Linked DNA regions of Mus musculus: regions 2 and 3 are each linked to region 1. Evidence: chromatin contacts called from public HiChIP or PLAC-seq and Micro-C data. All regions are on one chromosome and are shown on one strand. Each heading gives the region's core, a stretch centred on a gene start, on an enhancer-like site or on the middle of the called end of the contact. The rest is flanking DNA. Distances are from core to core; before and after follow the strand shown. Region 1 holds the start of 2410017I17Rik (RIKEN cDNA 2410017I17 gene). Region 2 holds the start of Dhx16 (DEAH (Asp-Glu-Ala-His) box polypeptide 16). Region 3 holds the start of Tubb5 (tubulin, beta 5 class I).

What was found. Hi-C and Micro-C count contacts between places; a contact is called where the count stands out from the background. HiChIP or PLAC-seq counts read pairs in DNA pulled down with a chosen protein or histone mark.
Region 2: an H3K27ac HiChIP or PLAC-seq map of microglia shows a contact between it and region 1, with 5 times the contacts expected there. The contact joins the promoter of Dhx16 here to the promoter of 2410017I17Rik in region 1. A contact is called at or near these places in 1 of 39 promoter capture datasets (pre-B cells) and 1 of 115 datasets of contacts at active chromatin or transcription factors (microglia).
Region 3: a Micro-C map of embryonic stem cells shows a contact between it and region 1, with 3 times the contacts expected there. The contact joins the promoter of Tubb5 here to the promoter of 2410017I17Rik in region 1. A contact is called at or near these places in 2 of 39 promoter capture datasets (embryonic stem cells and pre-B cells) and 1 of 484 Hi-C or Micro-C datasets (embryonic stem cells).

The regions. Positions count from the first base shown.
Region 1 is chr17:36,143,263-36,147,716 of GRCm38.p6, forward strand. 2410017I17Rik (RIKEN cDNA 2410017I17 gene) reads left to right here and starts at 1,756. Exons shown (of 4, transcript NR_033517.1): 1 at 1,756-1,940. Gm10499 (predicted gene 10499) reads right to left here and starts at 2,687. Exons shown (of 8, transcript NM_001370818.1): 1 at 2,598-2,687; 2 at 2,126-2,395; 3 at 1,650-1,925; 4 at 1-165. The coding sequence starts at 2,661. It also overlaps a transcript of Gm8909 not described here.
Region 2 is chr17:35,877,504-35,882,353 of GRCm38.p6, forward strand. Dhx16 (DEAH (Asp-Glu-Ala-His) box polypeptide 16) reads left to right here and starts at 2,275. Exons shown (of 20, transcript NM_026987.2): 1 at 2,275-2,615; 2 at 3,775-4,019; 3 at 4,127-4,292; 4 at 4,519-4,575. The coding sequence starts at 2,409.
Region 3 is chr17:35,835,562-35,840,205 of GRCm38.p6, forward strand. It overlaps Tubb5 (tubulin, beta 5 class I), which reads right to left and starts at 2,740. Exons shown (of 4, transcript NM_011655.5): 1 at 2,436-2,740; 2 at 1,067-1,175; 3 at 602-712; 4 at 1-478. The coding sequence starts at 2,492.

The sequences.
Region 1 (4,454 bases), core at 506-3,005:
CCCCTGCAGGCCTGGTCTCCACAAGCTCTATGTCCTGGGTCAGCTCCTCCCCATTCAACTGCCAGGTCAGGGTGATGTCAGCAGGGTAGAAGCCCAGGGCCCAGCACCTCAGGGTGACATCACCTTCAGATCTGGGGTGATGGGTCACATGGGCTTTTGGGGGATCTGTGTGGAAGATTTAAGAAATCACACGATTAACAAGACAAACTGAAATCTACACAAGACTCAATCAAATCAATGAAGACACTGAACAATATGTCTGTTTGACACTTCAACTGTCATGGCACTGGTGACCTGCAGGCAGAGCTGGTCCTCTCAGCACAGAACTGCACATTTTCTTTTGGGACTCAGAAGCCAAGAGAGAATCCATCAACATGGTCATCCTTATGTGATGTTCAATAGCATAAATGAGGTAGTCAAAGAATGGAAGAGGGAATGGCAAAAAAGTAATTTAATATGTGTTTGAGTTCATTTCAAGATCAGATATTAGGGCCATATGCTCTTGGTAGGATGCCACCACTGAGTCTTCCACTGTGGTCATCTTGCAGACCAACATTAACTGTCAGTTCAAGTGAACAGCCATCACAAAGTGTGCAGCCAGAGAAAATGACTCCCTGCCCCTGACTCTGGGGGACAAGGTACAGGTATGTTACACAGGACCCCTGGAGTGAGCTGTGGACCCCAGTGCAGCACTCACTGGAACACACTGGGCCCACAGGGAGGGCTCACTATAGCCCTGGATTTCAGAAGACCCTGTCACTCAGAAAGTCCAATTCCTGATTCACTAGGGGGAGCACTGTAATTTGTGGGGGCAGAGAGACAGCAGGAGGCTTCTGCATGTTTAGGTCTGACAGGAAACAGTGTAATCTCACAATAATCGATCTTTTAATGAGAACCCTGACTTATCTTGTGTAATTATCCAGGTTAGCAATGTAGACTGATACAAATGATAATAGGAGGGCAGGGAGAAACAGGATCACTCCAGTGCAGACAAAAACTGACTAGAAACAAAATAACGCCTTCAAAAAAAAAAAATAAAGAAAGAAAGAAAAAAGAAAGAAGAAAAAGAAAAGAGAAAAAAGAAAAAGAAATTCCAGTATTTATATTCCTCCAGGGTAGCCCATAAGGGCTCATGTGACCATTCACCACTGTAGGAATAGAAAGAATTGTGTTACAGACAGGGAGGGATCTGGGAGAATGTATTCTTTGAAAATTCTAGAAACTGGGGCAACCAGCCTAGTGTTGGGGAGTCCATGTCTCCCATCAGGTAAAGGCGACTTCAGGTCCTGAGGTGTAAGGGCTGACACACTCAGCAGGACAGGAGTCCATGTCCACAGACAGTGGGTGTGGGCAGAGAATCCAGACTAGGAGAGGCCATGGCTGACAGAGGCTATAGGGGAACTGAAGGGAGCAGCTGTTGTCACCTCAGGGAAATTCTCTCCTTCCCTCCTGAGACAGCCTGGGCACTGTCCAGGGAGAAGGCTGAGCCCTGGAAGAGTCAGTGCAGTCACTGTGACAAGGGATCAAGAGACCCAGGGACACACTCTCCCTTCTGGGACAGGGGCATCACCCCAGCTGAGGGTTTCTTCTTCCCCAGGACTGAGCCCCAGCCCGAGGGCAGAGGGAGGAGCTGCCCGCGGCCCCTGCACCTGTGCGCAGCAGCGTCTCCTTCCCGAGCTGCAGGTATCTGCGGAGCGACTCCACGCACTCGCCCTCTAGGTAGGCCTTGTAATGCTCTGCAGCACCAGCCTGCTCCCACTTGCGTCGGGTGATCAGCGCTGCCAGGTCCGCCGCCGTCCACGTGTTCAAGTCTTCGTTCAGGGCGATGTAATCTCGGCCATCATAAGCGAACTGTAGGTATCCGCGGAGGAGGCGCCCGTCCGACCCCACGTCACAGCCGAACAACAGCTGGAACGTGTGAAGGCCTGCGGGATCCCAAGGTCAGCGCCGCTCACCCGCACCGCCCCCGCTCGCCCTGGCCTAGTCCACCAGCGGACTCCTCCAAAGTGAAAGGGAAACCGGTCCTGGGTCGGTTCTGCTCCCGAACCTAGACTTGGGATTGGAGATCTCCGGCCCCTGTCTAGGGACATTTCGAGCTCGTGACCTCCCACCCAGGGTCACTCACCGCCTTCACTCTGGTTGTAGTAGCGCTGCGCGGTCCTCAGGCTCCCTCGGAAACTCTGCTCATTGCGCTTGGCGATCTGTGTCTCCCGCTCCCAATACTCCCGCCCCTCGTGCTCCATCCATGGAGCCCGCGGCTCATACCTCGGATTCTCCGCGTCGCCGTCGAAGCGCACGAACTGCGTGTCGTCCACGTAGCCGACAGAGATGAATCGGGGTTCCCGGAGGCCAGGGCGGGACAAGGCGGTCTCGAAATACCGCATCGAGTGTGAGCCTGGGGGCGGCGCGCGGTGAGACCCGGACCTCCTCACGGGACTCCGGCCCACTGCGCGGGCCGGGAGGGGAGCAGGGCGCCGGGCTCCGGATGCGGGTGTAGAAGGGCGGAGGGTCTTGTGAGCGACGGGGGGACGCGGATTCCACAGTGCCGTCCCCGCCCCTCCACGCAGAGGCCGTTTCCCTCCCGACCCCGCACTCACCCGCGCGGGTCTCGATCAGGGTCAGGGCGGCCGCCAGCAGCAGGAGCAGCATTCGCTGCGCCATTGTCCCATCTGGGATACAGGGCATTTGAGGCCCTCGGGCTGCTTGGACTTTATAACCAGCGCCCGCGGAGGAGCTGTTGGTTCCTTCCCCAGGATCCTGCCACCCAATGGAGATGAGACCTGCCAGATAATTCCTGCTACCTCCGGGTCCAGAGAGGGCATCAGATCCCCAGGAGCTATAAAGTGGTGCTGCTCCAGGGCAAGGGAGGGGCAGGAGCTGAGCTGCAGGAGAGGGTGGTGTCTGCAGGGAGCAGAGTGAGGCCCTTGTGCACCTGTGTCTTAGTGAGGGTTTCCATTGCTGTGATAAGACCCCATGACCAAAAGCAACTTGAGGAAGAAAGGGTTTCTTTCAGTTTACACTTCCACATCTCAGTCTATCATTGAAGAGATTCATGGCAGGACCTTGAGAGAGGATTCTAAGTAGGAACTGAAGCAGAGACCATGAGGATCAGTGCTAATAGCTTTGTAGTTTATGGCTTGCTCAGTCTTCTGTCTTATACAATTCGTGATCACCACCCAAGACCAACTCCAGTGGGCTGAGCCTTTCCATACTGATCATTCATAATAATTTAAAAATGCCTTATAGACTTTCCCAAAAGCGTCCTGGATGGAAGCAATTTCTCAATTCAGGATCCTCTTCTTATATATGTCTCAGTTTGTGTGGAGTTAACAAATGCAAACAGCACAGCACCCTGGTGCAGGGTCACTCAGTGAGAGATGAGGGAGGAGGATGTGTGAGTTCCTCCCCCTGAGCTGAGCCAGGGACCTGCCCTGTGGACAGAGGCCCCCTGGAAAAACAATTGGAATGCAAGGAATGGGAGCACAGTGGGTTCCAACTCCATTCCTGCCCCTCAGTCCTGAGGACCTGTCTCTTCCTGCCTGTGCTTGACAAGATTGATATAACCTCCGGAGGGACTGATAAAGTCAGGGCATGGGAGGAGATGGGGAGGAAAAGAGGGACCTTTTCTTACCTCAGAGCAGGGTAATCAGATTTTGGGGAGACTGAGGATAGGTAGGTAGGTATGTATGTAGTTAGTTAGGTAGGTAGTTTATAGATAAACAGACAGACAGATAGATATAAAAGGCGGGGTGTGAACATCTTTGGGGACCCAAGAAAGCTGGATGCTGTCTAGGTTCAAAAAAAGCATGCTGTTCCCTCACTGTCCAGGCTCTGCAGGGCCATCTGCAGCTGGGGCATGCAGATGCATTCTTGGGGCATTTGGGGCAGGTGCTTTGAAGCTGTCTGGCATGCAGAGTTTGAGGAAACACCTGGAGCTAGCATTTTACTGAAGCATATCTGTATATATAAGGTTCAGAGGATAATGTTTAGGGGGTTAGAATAAATTGTTTTCCTTAGCTGAACATTCTAAACTTTTAGACCTATTAGTTGGGGGTGGGGCATCCCAAGACCACAGAAAAGGAGAAGATAACCCCACCCTTAGGACTAAGCTGAATAGGCAGGAGATGAAACACGCTGTTGATTGACAGTTCTTATCTGGAGTCCTTTTGATCATGAGAGGTGGATTCAAGTAGTTTCTTTGAACCTTAAAAGAATTTTTTAAGTTTACAAAATGAGATAAATTTTAGACATGTAAACATACCACTGTGTAATGTGTACTGAACTTGTCATTGTAGAAAAGGCAGCAGATTCCTGCCTTTGAGTCATAGTAAAAGCTTGGGGACCCTGAAAAAGGGGTTTGAGGTAAAAGCATGAATAGGGCATACACAGATTGGATAGCTCAATGAGAAGCCCTTTTAAGTCTATACTTAGAGACAACCATAGGAAATTCATAA
Region 2 (4,850 bases), core at 1,025-3,524, 270 kb before region 1:
AGTCACATTTCTGAGATCTGAGACATCCATGCCTGTCCACTTTCTGAAGCTCAGAGAACTGAGTTAGTGTTTGTTGGAATCTTCTCCTGCAGTGTCATCTCATCTGTGTTGGGGAGGGGTTAGCTCACAACAAACCATTAGCAGTAGGTATGTGCCAAGCTGTTAGCAACACATACCTGGATTGCTTTTTAAAATGTGGAGTGTTTTGTTTTGACTTTATCCATTCTACTCGCTCCCCATCAGTAGGAAATAAAATCTACTTAAATTGCCTATTATTATTATTATTATTGTTATTATTATTTTGGTTTTTTGAGACAGGGTCTCTCTGTATAGCCCTGGCTGTCCTGGAACTCACTCTGTAGACCAGGCTGGCCTCGAACTCAGAAATCTGCCTGCCTCTGCCTCCCAAGTGTTGGTTAAAGGCATGTGCCACCACTGCCCGGCTTTTTTTTTTTAAGATTTATTTATTTTATGTAAGCACACTGTAGCTCTCTTCAGACACTCCAAAAGAGGGCATCAGATCTCCTTACTGATGGCTGTGAGTCACCATGTGATTGCTGGGATTTGAACTCAGGACCTTCGGAAGAATAGTTGGTTGAGCCATCTCTCCAGTTTGCCTCTCATTATTTTTGATTGTACATAAATTACACATTTCAGTCAAGTGTGATAGTACATGTCTATAATCCCCACACTTGGGAAGTAGGAACAACAGGATCAAGAGTCTAAGGTTGCTGGGCGGTGGTGTCGCTCACCTTTAATCCCAGCGCTTGGGAGGCAGAGGCAGAAGGATTTCTGAATTCGAGGCCAGCCTGGTCTACAGAGTGAGTTCCAGGACAGCCAGGGCTATACAGAGAGACCCTGTCTCAAAAAAACAAAACAAAAAACAAACAAACAAAAAGAGTTCAAGGTTGCGGGGGTGGGGGGTGGGGGGTAGGGAGGATACTGGGGTGGGGAGGTGCCCTCTCAGAGGAGAAGGGGAATAGGGGGAGAAACTCTTTCAGGGGGGACCAGGAGGGGGCAGCTTTGAGGATGTAAGTAATTAAGTGCGTAAGTAAATAAATAAATAAATAAGAGTTCAAAGTTATCTTTAGCTATGTAGTACATACAAGGCCAGCTAATTGTACATGAGTCCCGTGTTTTTTTGTTTTTTGTTTTTGTTTTTTAAATGGTGAACTGGAGAGCTGGCTTCTCAATTAAGAACACTTAGGTTTAACTCCCAGCACTCACGTGATGTCTCAAAAACACCCCTAACTACATTTTCAGGAGATCCAATGCCCTCCTCCAGATTCTGAGTGGTATACATACTTGCAAGTAAAATGCCTACACACACACACACACACACACACACACACACACACACACACCCAATAGAGGGGCTGGAGAGATGATTCAGTGGTTAAGAGCACTTGCTGCTCTCAGAAGACTGGTGTTTGGTTCCCAGCACCTATATCAGGCAGGTCCCAACCACCAGTAACTCCAAGTTCAGAGAGACACAATATCTCTGACCTAAAAGGGCACACACACACACACACACACACACACCACACACACACACACACATACTGTGCAGATAAATTCATGCAGGCAAACCCACATGCACATTAAATAAATAAATATTAAAATCTTATGATACCCAAACTCCCACCTAAATGTATTTATTATGTACCTTTAGTTTTTGTTGTTTTAATTTTTAATATTTTAAGTTAGGCCGGGCGTGGTGGTGCACGCCTTTAATCCCAGCACTCGGGAGGCAGAGGCAGGCAGATTTCCGAGTTCGAGGCCAGCCTGGTCTACAAAGTGAGTTCCAAGACAGAGAAACCCTGTCTCGAAAAACCAAAAAAAAAAAATTTATTTTTAAAAAAATTAGGTGTATGTGTGTTTGTGTATGAGCACGTGCACACAAGTGCAGGTGTCAGAAGAGACCAGAGGTGGTAGATCCTCCTGGATCTGGAGATATACGTGGTTGTTGGTGAGGGATGTGGGTGCACCGAATCGAACTCGACTTCGCTGAGCCGTCTCTCCAGCCCTTTGTTATATATCTTGTTTTCCTAACCCTGATTTGTACGTCTTTTATTTATCCCAGCTGTGGGAACTAGTTAGTCATCACTGACAGCTTGTATTGATAGAGAACTGCACCCGCGCACAGATCATTAGGGGGCGACGGAGAGCTTGGACGAGGCTGTGCATGAAAGCCTCTTGCACTTAGCGTCGGGAAAGAGGCTGCGCGATTTGAACCCGCCCAGCCACCGTCGATCCCTGGCCGGAAGAGCGCGACTCTTTCCGGGTTTCGCGGTCTGTGGAATTGGAGTCTCTACGGCAGCCGGAGCGAGGCGGTAGTACCGCAGGCTCTGTCCCCGCCGCAGTCCTGGCCGTTCCGCGGTTGCGCGCCCGGAGCAGGACGCGTCGCCATGGCGACGCCGGCGGGGCTGGAGCGGTGGGTGCAGGAGGAGCTGCACTCGGTGCTGGGGCTGAGCGAGCGGCACGTCGCGCAGTTCCTGATCGGCACCGCACAGCGCTGCGCCTCCGCCGAGGAGTTCGTGCAGCGCCTGCGGGACACCGACACCCTGGACCTCGGGGGGCCGGCGCGGGACTTCGCCCTGAAGCTCTGGAGCAAGGTGTGTGCCGCCGGGGCAGGCCACTCACAGCCGAATTGGCTCGTACGCAGTGTGGCTGTCTATTCTGTGATAGCCTGCAACTTTCAATATAGTACACAGGCTGGCTTAGAACTTGCAGCGAGCCTCCCTGGTAGTGGGGTGACAGAGAGACCTTTCATTCTTGGTTCCGCCCACCATTTAATTTTTTTCCTCTGTTATCTAGATATCATGCTAGGTGTTGGGTGTATACAGGTCTGTGGAGAAGACTCGAGATGGGGCTCTACATACATGTTTAAGCTAGAGCCATTGTTAGTTACAGCACATACCCCAGGCCTAAGGATGTAGCTCAGTTGGTAGAATGTTTGTCTAGCATACAGTAAGCCTTGGATTCAATCCCCAGCCCTGGGAAAGAGTCACTGAGAACAGAGCTAGGAGAATTAGCATTTAGGAAATAGGATCGAGGCTGGGGAGGGATGGCTTAGCAGTTAAGACCCCTTGTGCATCTGGAAGACTTGAGTTCAGTTCTCAGCAACCAGGCCTAGTGGCACACAACCATCTGTAATTCCAGCTCCAAGGAGATCGGAGGGCTTCTGGCCTTTGCCAGGTACCCCATACACATAAATAAATGAAAAATAAATCATGAAAAGAAAATGGGTTTTAGAACATAAACTACTTAAGCTCAGAACCAATACTTTAAAAAAAAAATTCTATCGTGGGGCAAGAAGAGATGGCTCAGGGATTAAGACCACTTGCTGTTCCTCTAGAGGAACCAGGTTCAATTTCTAGAACCCACGTGGCAACTCACAACTGTAACTCCAGTTCTATGAGATTCAGCACCCTCACACACAGCTCACGTTGCAGGCAGAACACCAGTGCACATAAAAATAAAAGTAAGTCATTAAAGTTAGGAAGAAGTTTTAGTTCGTGCATATGCCCGTGTGAGGCTGTGAGCGTACAACCTGTGAGAGCTGGTTCTTTGCCTCCACCACGGGATGGCTTTCAGTAATCATTTGCTCAGTGGATTCCTAGAAGGACGTTCAGAAGCTGCGGAGCCCTGTTGAGCTATGACCGTAGAACAAGACCACGAAGAAGAGAAAGATGGAGACAGGCTTTAGATATAGTAACCGGTTCGTAGGCAAATGAGGGTACTGAGGTCAGGAGCTGTCATATCTACCGGCAGGTGCCACGGAAGGCTGTGGTGGAAAAGCCAGCTCGGGCAGCTGAGCGAGAGGCCCGAGCCCTGCTAGAGAAAAACCGTTCTTATAAGTTGTTGGAAGACAGCGAGAGCGGCGAGGAGGCAGTGGGTAGTAACGGGAGCAGCCTCCAGAAGAAGCGGAAGAGACGGAAACACCTCAGGAAGAAACACCAGGAGGACGAGGAGGACGAGGAGGAAGAGGTTTCCGAGTCAGGGAAGAGGAAGGCAGGGTAAGTCAGAAGGAAGGAGAGGGATTGGAGCAGGCTGTCGGCTGTGGGGATGCTAAGCTTTCTCAGTACCCCCGTTTGATACACTGGGCTGGGTTTGCTGGGTTCAGGGGGAGTAAATCACCCACGGAGGAGAAGCCAGCCTCAGAGGATGAATGGGAAAGGACGGAGCGTGAGCGTCTCCAGGACTTGGAAGAACGGGATGCCTTTGCAGAGCGGGTTCGGCAACGGGACAAGGACCGGACCCGGAATGTCCTGGAACGGTCAGATAAGAAGGTGAGCTGAAGAGAGTCAGTCAGGCAAGTCTGGATTTGGCTGCAGAGTTGTCTCTGGGAAGACAAGAGTTGTCACTAGGGTTCCCCGTGGGCTCACTGGCTATGGTTCTCCCTGTCTGGTTGAGATCGACAGAGGTTCTCCACCGAGGAGGGGCAGCGAAGGACATTAGTCATCCTGACAGCAATGGTACCTTTGGCCTCACATCCCTTTACATGATTTCTTCTAGGCCTATGAAGAGGCTCAGAAGCGCCTCAAGATGGCTGAGGAAGATCGGAAAGCCATGGTGAGACCCTGGGTTCAAAAAGCAGTGTCTGAAGACAAAGATGGCTGGAGTGGTCGGCCGTAGCAGGAAGGGTCACAGAGGGAGTGTGCAGAGATGTGTCTGGGTGGTCAGGCTCTAGAGGAGAGGGGCCTGCCTGACAGGAACCGGAAAAGAGTGGACTTGGGTTGTAGAAGGAGAAAGTTACAAATCCTCTCGCCTTGGTAAGATCAAGTCATTGTGTCTCTGAGACTTGATGAGACACAAAATAGCTAGCACCAAAAGGCCCCACATCCTCC
Region 3 (4,644 bases), core at 1,490-3,989, 310 kb before region 1:
TTTCGAAGGTCAGCATTAAGCTGGCCCGGGAAACGGAGGCAGGTGGTGACGCCGCTCATGGTGGCCGAGACGAGATGGTTCAGGTCTCCGTAGGTTGGCGTGGTGAGCTTGAGGGTACGGAAGCAGATGTCGTAGAGGGCCTCGTTGTCGATGCAGTAGGTCTCATCCGTGTTCTCAACCAACTGATGGACAGACAGGGTGGCATTGTAGGGCTCGACCACGGTATCAGACACTTTGGGCGAGGGCACCACACTGAAGGTATTCATGATACGGTCAGGATATTCTTCCCGGATCTTGCTGATGAGCAGGGTGCCCATGCCAGAGCCAGTGCCTCCACCCAGTGAGTGGGTCAGCTGAAAGCCTTGCAGGCAATCACAGCTCTCCGCCTCCTTCCGCACCACATCCAAGACAGAGTCAACCAACTCAGCTCCCTCTGTGTAGTGGCCTTTAGCCCAGTTGTTGCCTGCCCCAGACTGACCTGGAATGCAGTAAGGGAAAAGGTTTAATCACTAAGATATGAGAGAAACACAAATACTTCTTAATCTTTCAACGACTGGAATAATTCAGTTGAGCAAATAGAAATCGATTCCACCTAACTCACCGAAAACGAAGTTGTCTGGTCTGAAGATCTGGCCAAAAGGACCTGAGCGAACGGAGTCCATAGTCCCAGGTTCTAGATCCACCAAGATAGCTCGAGGGACATACTTGCCACCTGCAGGAATTCAAGTCAATGTTTGACGGATCAGCAATGCATTACCTCTGGGTGGGAGATCAGCCACAAAGCACTAAAGTTGTCATTCCAGGCACTACCACCTGGTGGCAGTAGAGCTAATCTTTAGTCCCTTAGGGTGTGAGTCTAGGGAAAAAAAAATGGGAACCATGCAGAGGGGTAATAGATACTTAGAAGTGTGGAAAAACAGGGCGTGGTGATGCTCTCCTTAAACCCAGCACTTGAGAGGTAGACGATCTATGGGAGTTCCAGGGCAGCCAGTGATGCATTCATCTGGGCTCACTGTCCAATACAGGGGACAGGGAATAAATGTTAAGTGGGGATTTCTGCCCTCACCTGTGGCTTCATTATAGTACACAGAGATTCGGTCCAGCTGCAGGTCGCTGTCACCGTGGTAGGTACCGGTGGGGTCGATGCCATGTTCATCGCTTATCACCTCCCAGAACTGCACAGGGAAGAGCAACGAGGCCTCAATGTCTCAAGTCCTAAGGCATGCCTCCCGCCCCTCATTTCAATTCCAGACACGCTGAAACGAGGCTGAGGTGAAGACACTGCAATTCCGTTATCTGCTTGCGGAAGTCCCATGGAGGAACCTACGCGATGGAAGGCTAAAACCTTTCGGCATAGGACCGGTGATGGGTGGGTCAGGCGCTATAAACCTCTATGTGGGCGGATTGGAGCCCACCTATTTGGCTTTGCACCCAGGTTGGCTCCTGAAGCCAGGAACCGCCCTTCCAGGCCAGCACAAAAGAGTTGGGGGAGAAAGGTGCGGCCACTGCAGTCGCCCACCCCTTACGTGCTCCACGTGACTGCGGTGGCGGGCCGCTCCTCCAGCAAACCACAAAGGCGGGAGCAGCGCGGGCGGGGCCTAGCTCGAGGGGCGGGGCCAGTGCGCCCCCGCGGGTAGGGGCCGCATTGTCCCTGCGCGCCAGGGGCTCCAACCCCGCCCCCAAAGGGTCCCACCCTTCGGCTACAATTTAGCGGCCGCACTTCCTCCCTCCCCTCCCCCGCTACATTGTTAATTGCTAGCAAAAAAGGGGGAAAAATCTTTAAAAAGCCCCATTGCCTATCTTTATTCCCTTCCTTCCCTCTCCTTAGTCTCCCAGACAGTCTCACATATTTGAAAAGCTCACTTTCATACCGCTCACACCCTAAAGGGCAATGAAAAGTAAAAGTAGGCCCCTATACAGAGTCATTACCTAAAAAAAGCATTGGGATGGCGGGTTCGATGGAGTGTCCAAGCCTTTGTTGAGAGGTAATGCGCACCGGGCACCTCTGCAGCTGCCCGCCAAACCTCGCCCCTTCCCCCCTCCATTCTGTTCCAGTAGAGCCCTCCAGGCTGGGTGGGGGTGGCGCAAGGGGAAAACCTCGCCTCGGCTTTGTCTCGGATCGTTTCCGCATCCCTCCAGTCCTCGAACCGTTAGAAAACCCCTTTTAAGACCAGCTCTTCACAGTCCCTCAGCCTCTCCTTTTCCCTAAACTCGAAAGGCTCTTTTATTAGCTTTCCGAAAATGTGCCAAGAAAAACATTTCCTCATTTTTCAATATCAGAACGCTAGCTACAAATATGGGTTATATTTATACGTGAAAAACTTTGAGGGGCCAAATCTGACGGGTGGAGAATGCAAGAACTCCGTGAACAATGCTCACAATTAACACAGAATTCTCATCTTTACATATTTCAGCTAAAATTTTAAAGTCCTTACCTTAGCACCGATCTGGTTGCCACACTGTCCGGCCTGGATGTGCACGATTTCCCTCATGGCTACGGTTTACTGAAATAATTGTTTTTGATGGTTCCAATGTAGGTACCGAACAAGAAAGAAAATTAAGGTTTTTGGGGTTTTTTTCTTCTGGGCCGGTCTCAGACTGAAAGGATGGACCGGAGCCCGGGAGGCTGCAGCAGCGAGATGCAAGCACGACCGCAGGAAGGTTCTAAGAGGCAGAAGAGGCCGGCGAGCGCAGGAGGGAAGGCGCGCAGGGCGGGGCTCGCGTTCGCGCGGCCGGGGGCGGGAGATAGGCGGGCGCCCCGGGTCTTAGACAAAGCCTACCCAACCAGTCGCTGATTAGACCAACCGATCACGTGCCAGGCGGCCATTGGTTTCTGAGCCAGTGGCGAGCGCAGTCTTTTTTGGGAGTTGTAGTTCTCTATTGTTGTCCACGCTGCAAAAAGAAGTTAGGAATGGGTGGGTACTGTATGAGGAATTGGGGTTATCTTGTGTGTGTGTGATTTTATTTTTTCATGAAAAATGTCCTCACACGAGATTCCTATTTTCTATTCTGAGAGAGGATTTTGTACTAAAAGAGGTTTGGAGAAATGTAGTAATTAGGAGATCTGAGGTGCCAGAGTTGGAAGGTGTGTTGGACACGCCCTGCCAGCTGCCCACCGCAGTAGGTCTAGAAAAGCCAGACTGCATAGCTCAGCGGAAAATCCTGAGAACTATGTTGTCCTTCCCTGATACACAGTATCTAGTTCTTTGTGATCCCAAGACAGGAATTTCAGTAAGGCACAGCTCCCTCGCATCCCTCCAGAAGAAAGAATTACCCTTCTGTTTCCAAGGGAGTTGTCTCAAGGATTTTCAAAAGAGAAACAAAATTGCAAAGATCGTGGTGAAAACTGCATGGAGCTGATGTCCCAAAAGAATGAAGGTGTACTGGCTGGTTTTATGTGTCAACTTGACACAGACTGGAGTTATCACCGAGAAAGGAGCTTCAGTTGGGGAAATGCCTCCATGAGATCCAACTGTAAGGCATTTTCTCAATTAGTGATCAAGGGGGAAGGGCCCATTGTGGGTGGGGCCATCTCTGGGCTGGTAGTCTTGGTTCTATAAGAGAGCAAGCTGAGCAAACCAGTAAAGAACATCCCTCCATGGCCTCTGCATCAGCTCCTGCTTTCTGACCTGCTTGAGTTCCAGTCCTGACTTCATTCAGTGATGAATAGCAATGTGGAAGTGTGAGCTGAATAAACCCTTTCCTCCCCAACTTGCTTCTTGGTTGTGCAGGAATGGAAATCCTGCCTAAGACAGAAGGTGTATGTAAAATCTGCGTGGGATTTGGGCCTTTCAGACGACGCTGAAGACATTCTGGTCATCCTGTCAGGACAGGCTGTAGGGTGGACAGACTAAGAGAATGTCAGTCTTTAGACAGTGCCTCCCTCTCTCAGACACTTGCTTGAAGCAAGGGGATTTGTTTGTTTTTCCAGTTAAATGATTTTATTCATTAGGTGAGTCTGTGGCAATGTGCTGGAACTGAGCAGGAAGAAGGGAGTTGATTGAATGGGCTCAAGTTAGAGGCCTTAATGTTCTCTTTCCAGGGTTTCGAAAATTACTAAGTATCCTCAAAGCTTTAAAGGGATACAAAATGATTAATTAGAGCAAGAGTGGTTCACATGATTAGTCCCCGAATTCTGACTAGAAGGCAAGGGAAGTTCAAGGTCAACACCGGCTACCTAGAGGCTACCTAGACAGCTTGAGGTACAAGCTTTAGCTTCAGTCTCTAAATGAACAAATAGAAAGGAAAAATTAGATTGTGCCTGCCCAAACTCCCAAGAAATACGGATATTGAGACAGAAGGATCATTGCACTTTGGAGGCTAACCTAGTCTACAAAATGAGAGCCTGTCTTGGAAACACAACATACGTGGGGCTAGAGAGATGGCTCAGCAATTAAGAGAATTTGCCCTTCTCAGAACAGGTTCAATTTCTGTCACCCATAGTAGTAGTACACAGACATACATGCAAGCAAACTACCAATACACATAAAAACCTCTTTTAAAAAGAGAAACAACAACAACAAAGGGAAGGGTCTAGTAAGCAGTATCTAGAATGTAAGCAGTATCTAGAATGTAGTAAGCAGTATCTAGAATATAATCGTGTTGTACCAGTGAAAGGAAGGAGGATCCCTGTGAGTTCAAGGC